2 separate regions of the Zea mays genome follow, and region 1 is linked to region 2. Evidence: chromatin contacts called from public Hi-C data. All regions are on one chromosome and are shown on one strand. Each heading gives the region's core, a stretch centred on a gene start, on an enhancer-like site or on the middle of the called end of the contact. The rest is flanking DNA. Distances are from core to core; before and after follow the strand shown. Region 1 holds the start of LOC100501436. Region 2 holds the start of LOC100281766.

The links. Hi-C and Micro-C count contacts between places; a contact is called where the count stands out from the background.
Region 1: a contact with region 2 is called in a Hi-C map of ear, with 1.7 times the contacts expected there. The contact joins the promoter of LOC100501436 here to the promoter of LOC100281766 in region 2. A contact is called at or near these places in 2 of 25 Hi-C or Micro-C datasets (ear and leaf).

What each region holds. Positions count from the first base shown.
Region 1 is chr7:25,305,696-25,309,098 of Zm-B73-REFERENCE-NAM-5.0, reverse strand. LOC100501436 reads right to left here and starts at 1,729. Exons shown (of 7, transcript NM_001196151.1): 1 at 1,590-1,729; 2 at 1,379-1,501; 3 at 799-1,125; 4 at 381-501; 5 at 111-285; 6 at 1-6. The coding sequence starts at 1,417.
Region 2 is chr7:25,045,601-25,048,713 of Zm-B73-REFERENCE-NAM-5.0, reverse strand. LOC100281766 reads right to left here and starts at 1,833. Exons shown (of 2, transcript NM_001159453.2): 1 at 1,688-1,833; 2 at 1,205-1,607. The coding sequence starts at 1,745. The coding sequence ends at 1,429.

The DNA.
Region 1 (3,403 bases), core at 480-2,979, 260 kb before region 2:
ACCTGGCTGTTCATTCGGGGGAAAAAATACGGTACAAAGGATAATTATTATCATCACGATTGAAACGGTGCTTCGGTAATAAATGACAAGAGGAAATCCTCGAAAGGAACCTGCAGTACACAGGATGGATATTCCAGAACGGCGAATTTATGAAGGTCAGGTTGGAAATAACAACTCTGGTAGAGTACATCAACTCAACGAGCGGTGGTCTAGTATAGTTCAATGTGTGGTTGTGAAACCAGTCCCACCAAACCGCACCCTGGCCATCGACGGTGCCATTGGCACCTGAAAAGAGGCAGATCAGTAGTTTGTTTTTGTTACACACCAGAAGACCAAAAGGAAAACCGTATGAAGTGCTCGATGCAACTATAAATGCTTACCGGTTATTATCACATCGGTAAGATTGGATCCAAATATTAGACTTTGATGTCTTTTGCCGGGGAGTTCTCTACCGCGCCCATAAGATGGAAGAGCATCAATCACTGGCCAGTCAGAGGAGTCCTGCAAATATCCTCATAAGAACACCATAACCAAACGGCTGCACTGTTGTTTCAGTAGAAACTTACTCATCAAAACATGAGATGCACTTACAGTAAACTTGTGATGAGGCATTATTGGTACTATTTATTGTCAAGATGTACAGGCGATTATACATTCTCTTAGTTTCAATACGTGAGAACTGTACGAAAAGAAAAAGACAACGGTCTAAAGCCACAGCGACGAGGCAAAACAGAAGCAACTCTACTTAAAGTAGGTGAATTATTATTGCCTACGGAACCATTTGTGAAATCATCTTACTGGTGATCCAAGAATCACTGCGTCCTTGTCCAGCGATAGCGTGAGATGGCTGATCAGGCTAAAACTCCCAGTCAACCACCTCCCAGCAGGCACGAACAGCTGCGCCCCGCCCTTCTTCGCGAATGAGTCGAGGTGGAAGAGCGCATTCTGAAACGCCTTCGTGTTAAGAGTCGCACCATCTCCGACGGCGCCGAAATCGGTTACCGAGGCCCTGTGCGGCCTTTCTACACTCGCTGTCAAGTCCTCGCAGTACATGCCCCATACACCACTAGCCCATTGCGTCTGAGCAACAACGATGGTTGCGGAAACCAGAAGGACTTGAAGAACCTGCGCGAAATTCAAAGTGTCCGCGTCAGTAGCCTTAGAATTGAAGTTTCTACCATTCTTAATGATCTGCGTGAATATGCCCATTTGATTCTTTCCCCCAAAAAAAATCTCTGGCTCTACATCCGAGCACCCCGAGAGCCAAATTGACCCCCATTCAGGAAAGGCGCTGACGGCGGAGCAATTCGCGAGGAAACACCAAAAACTGAATCGCAACCCCAATCCAGATACCCAACAAGAAATACGGTCTCCTTACACTCGCGGATCTACCCATCTTCCTGCTACAGTTGAGCATCCGCTCCTTTCCTCTCCTCTCGAGCGGTTACTGAGTTCCCATCAAAACAACTGCAGCCACCAATGGGAGACCCCGAAGACAGACCTGCAGGTTATTAGCGCCACAAGACCAGCGAAGAGCGTGTCAGGGGAACGGCGAACTGAGAGCAGAGGAACCGTCGAGTTTCGCTCACCGGAGGGGGGCAGAGGAAGAGGTGATGTGAACCCTTCTCGGACGGCGAACCGCTCTCGGCTCCACACCTCGCGGGACAGCCTTCCGTCTCGAAGCGAAGCCGCGATAGGATGCCGGTAGCTGCACCTGCAGGATTACGCGATGCAATGGATGACGGTGGAGCTGTGGAAGCAAGCAGCGTCCAGAACGAAATGGATAGAGAATGTCAGCGCGGTCAAAGTACAAAGCTGCTGGATTAGACTTGCCTTAGGGCCCGTTCGTTTCTGCTGGAACATACCAGGATTAATTTCAAATTTCCAAAACTTATAGTAATTATTGAAGAAATCTAAGCCAGATTTATTCCACCCCTTCATTCCATGCGAAACGAACGGACCCTTAAGCTATTTTTTAATCAAACTATGGTCGGACAGATTCTATAAAATTTAGTAGAATTTATGTACCAGATCATTAGATACTCTAAAAAATTATAGAGCTAAAGTTGTAGATCTTTATAAGGTATTTAGATAAATCGTTTTATTTATTATTTAGATTAAAAATATTTTTAAAACTATTTAAATTGATATTATAAACTATAGCTCCACCTAGAACCTAGAGCCATCTCAAACATCCCCTATATATTTAAAGTACCAATACAACATTATATTCTAAATTATAAATCTTTTTTATCCAGAATCATTACTGTACATCTAGACATAAATGTATAATTAAAATTTATATAAAAATTATATATCTAGGAAAAGCTAAAGTAATATATGTTCTAGTCAATATACAAGCTATCCACCTCATCCTCCATTAATTATTCACATAATGTTCTACTAAAAGCTATGTTATGCTACTAAATTCCAATCTCTTTATGTTAGTTTGAAAACTCAAATTCCCTACAAGATTGAAGGGGGTTTGAAAGAAAATGAACAAATTTTTCTCTCAATCCCCTTCAATCACGAAGGGGATTTGAGTGTCCCATGTATCATTTTCTGATAAAAAAAAAGTAGATGCAAAAACATAGAGTCCTGCAACAATGTGCGGTCTATTCTTCAAATAAATATAAACAGTAAGTTGGCTAACATAAACGGATTAACTTTGCTTATTATAGCATTTGGATGTTATTTAGGTACCTTTTTATGAATATATTTTATTTATTTATCTGATTATAATTGTTTTATCTTGACTTGTTTTTACTTTCTATCCATGAACTCCGACTCTAACTTACATGTATTCTCATCTTTCTTTTTCTATTGGTATCCCGTGACAGTGCAATTCTAGCTAAGGCCAAATTAAGGCTATTATGGCCAATATAATTGTGGAAAATATTATTTTATACTATAAATTTTATAGTTTATATATGAAATTTAAAATAGTAGATAGAGATGAGTAAGATGTTGGGAATAGCCTTTTGGTCTTATCTTGGTGAGCTATGTTATTAGCTACAAAACCACTTTTTAGGTCTCTATCTAGTAATTCCTAGCTTTTTATTATATTTAAATTTGAAATGATCTTGCTTCTTTTTATTATGGTGATCGAACACCAGTCCACCATGCTATTTGCTATGGCAATTTTCTCTTGCCTCTTGGGACAGGCGGACGGCGTACAACAGCGGCACGACGCTGGATCGCTAAGGTGAGGCCCTCAACTCATTATCCATGTGTTTGGTTGCATGTATTTGCTGGTGCTTGCATCGCGGGATACAATGAGCTGGTGTTTGGTTGTTATTAACCAGGTTCTATGCGTGCGAGGTGTGTGTTTGGTTACCTGCGTGCAGATGTGGAATCAGGCTCGCACAATACTTAAAGCACCCTGATCAAGCTCTGCAGACGC
Region 2 (3,113 bases), core at 584-3,083:
ATCAAAACCCCATCGCCAAGGCAAGACTTCACTAGGACTACACCTTATAACCACCTCCACCTCAAACAAGAGACTTAGGAGCCTCTCCTCCCTCTCTCGCCTTGCTTGTAACACATACTACGAGCTTTGATCATGAATGGTACCGGTAGTGTAAGCCGTTGATGACTGAATGTAGGGACGTTTTGTCCGAATCAATATAAATCTTGCATCCAATGCACACATCCTTTGGAGCCCGAAACACACACAATAAATTTATTTGTCGGAGTGAGGTTCGAAACACCGATAATCTGAATCCCCCTGCAATAGAAAGCTGCAAGGACGTGTTCAAGAAAGAAATGCTCCCCATATGTTATAGATGCACATGCTTCTATTAGACTTTGGTTGCGAACCTTGTAAAACATTTTTCCAAACTAGCTCGACTCCCTGTGCGAAGTCCACGTACCCTACACTTCCTGTACCCTTTTTCTTTAATGAAAACAATGTAGGGACCCCGTACAGTGAATTATTAAAACAATGCTAGTCGTGTGGAGCCATGGTACGGTGTCCCTAATAAAGTTATCCCATTCCAATGGCTAGAACATCCAAGGTGTTTCATGTTACGATCCCCTTTAAGTACTCAACAAAACACAGAAAAATATTCGACAAACTCTTTACCGAATGTGGCTCCAATAGACCCTTTGCCAGTCTTTTTACCTAGAGCTCTGGAAGACACTCGGCAAAGAGGAGCTTATTTGCCAAGAGCCTGTTTATGCCGCGCGTTTTCCTCTCGACAAACTTACTTAGTCCGAGCCGAGTGTTTTAGTTCGCCGAGAGTGGCACTCAGTGTGGGCAACGACTGTTATATAAGTAGTTCTTCTGTGCAAGCGTGCAAGTAAACCATCTAATACATTAGATTACGATCCAACCACAGATACAACCATGGTTTGTTAGGGGTTTTTTATAAAGATTATTGAGCTGGTGATGTAAGGGTTTAAGTGTTAAATATGACCTACGGTTGGATCACGATCTAATGAATCAGATGGTTTGCTTGCACGCTTGCACAGAAGAACTGCTTGCATAGCAGTCGTTGTCCTCAGTGTGCTCGATAAATTGTTCTCGGCAGAGTGCCGAGCACTCGGCAAAGAGCTGGATTCGGTAGTGTATCGGTTTATTTTTTTCTACGATAAACACAAGAAAACAGGTAAAAAAAATTTCTCGCACGGCAAAGTCCAAACGCGCCATAGAGTTCATATATGCCAATAAACACGAGCGCTGCTAGCACTCAGCAGTTCCACGTTCAAAACAGGCTTTGTTCCATTACATATTATTTAATCCATTAACTTGCTGGTACTGCCAAATATTCGGTAACGCATGCATGCATGTTTTACTGATCCGCTGCGGCTATGCACACGCAGGACACGAGCCGAGGCGAGGCGAGACGAGGCAGTACTAGCAGTCCCTGGTGCAGAAGCAGCGGTGGCGTAGGCCCTTGCACACGCCGCCGGTGAAACCTTCGGTCAGGCAGACGTTTGCGCAGTTGGCGTCCCTCGAGCAAGGTCCCTTGAAGCGGAAGCTCTGCGACTCGCACTTCCTCGCCGACACCATAGTCACCGGCCCGCCTTGCGTCCCTGCAAAACGCAAACAAACATGTGTAATCTACACAATGTTTTTTTTGCATGTATATTTATATATCATGGCGAAGGCGTACCGGTGTAACAAACGAGCAGGAGGAGGACCACGAAAAGCTTGGTGGAGAGACCGCCCATTATTCTATCCTTTGAGATGGAATGGAATGGAGAGTATTTGTGTGTGTGTTGGCTATAGAGATATAGGGTATACAGACGAAGCTATGGTATGGGCACCGTACCGTACCCTTCTTATATACTGCTTGTACATAGGTTGGTTGGTTGGTTTGTAGCGGCGGCACACAGAAATTCTTAGATGGTTTTACAGAGGCGATCGAGCACACAGATTTATTATTTATTTATTTATTATTATGCCGTTACAAACTGGCTGGCTATAGCCTATAGCCAGTACAATTGACCCAATATATGGCAGCCATGAATGTGCTGCACCGATGTTGTCACTGCCATGCCGAATGCGTGTCATCGATCGCGGTACGTCGCTCATGAGATGGGCCGGGTGGTGAGTACTTACGAGGTATGAGCTGTCTTTTGTCTTTTTTTTCTTGAATCGTCGCTAGCTAGGGGAGATGCTCGCCGTGCCGTCGTCGTTGCACATCTTGACAGAGAGCCTGCGCACCCCGCCGCCGCTAGCTAGTGGAGGTGCTCGTCGTGCCGTTCATGTTTAGGGTATCTTTTGGATATAAACTATTTCAAAACCATGATTTTGAAATACTACGTTTCAAAATGTCATAACACAACCGTAGTATTTTTTTATATCACTTTTAGCAATACATGTGTCGGCGTTTCGACCCCGGGGGTCCCTGGACCGACGAGTGAAATTGTCGCTGCATGTCCCAGCCCAGATGGGTTGGCACGAGATGGAACACAAGGGGGAAGAACGCGGCTTGTGTTATCCTGCGCCAAGGGGGGGATGCGCTTGCAGTAGGGGTTACAAGCGCTCGCGAGGGAGAGAGAGAGCGAGTCTGCTCGTCAGCCCGTGCTCCCGCGCGACCACCCTTCTGTATGAGGGCCCTGGCCCTTCCTTTTATAGATGCAAGGAGAGGGTCCAGGTGTACAATAGGGGTGTAGCAATATGCTAACGTGTCCGGTAGAGAGGAGCCAGAGCCCTATGTACATGCCAACGTGGCTGTCGAAGAGGTGCTAGAGCCCTGTGTACGCGGTGTCGTGGCCATCGAAGGAGCATTTGAGCCCTGTAGAAGCACAGCTGTCGGGGCTGCTGGGACCTTGCTGACGTCTCCTTGCTTCCGTAGGGGGCTGAGAACCGTCGTCGTCATGGACGCACGCGGGGAGCCATCATTACTTGTTACCGGGGCGAGCCTGGATGGGACGTCGGTCTTGTTCCCCCGTAGCCTGAGCTAGCTAGGGGTAGGGTAATGATGTATCCTCCGTGGCGCGGTCGGTCCGAGCTCAAGGTCGGGCGAGGCAGAGACTCCTCTTGAGGCCGAGGTCGGGCGAGGACGCGATTCCTCCCGAGGTCGAGGTTGAGGC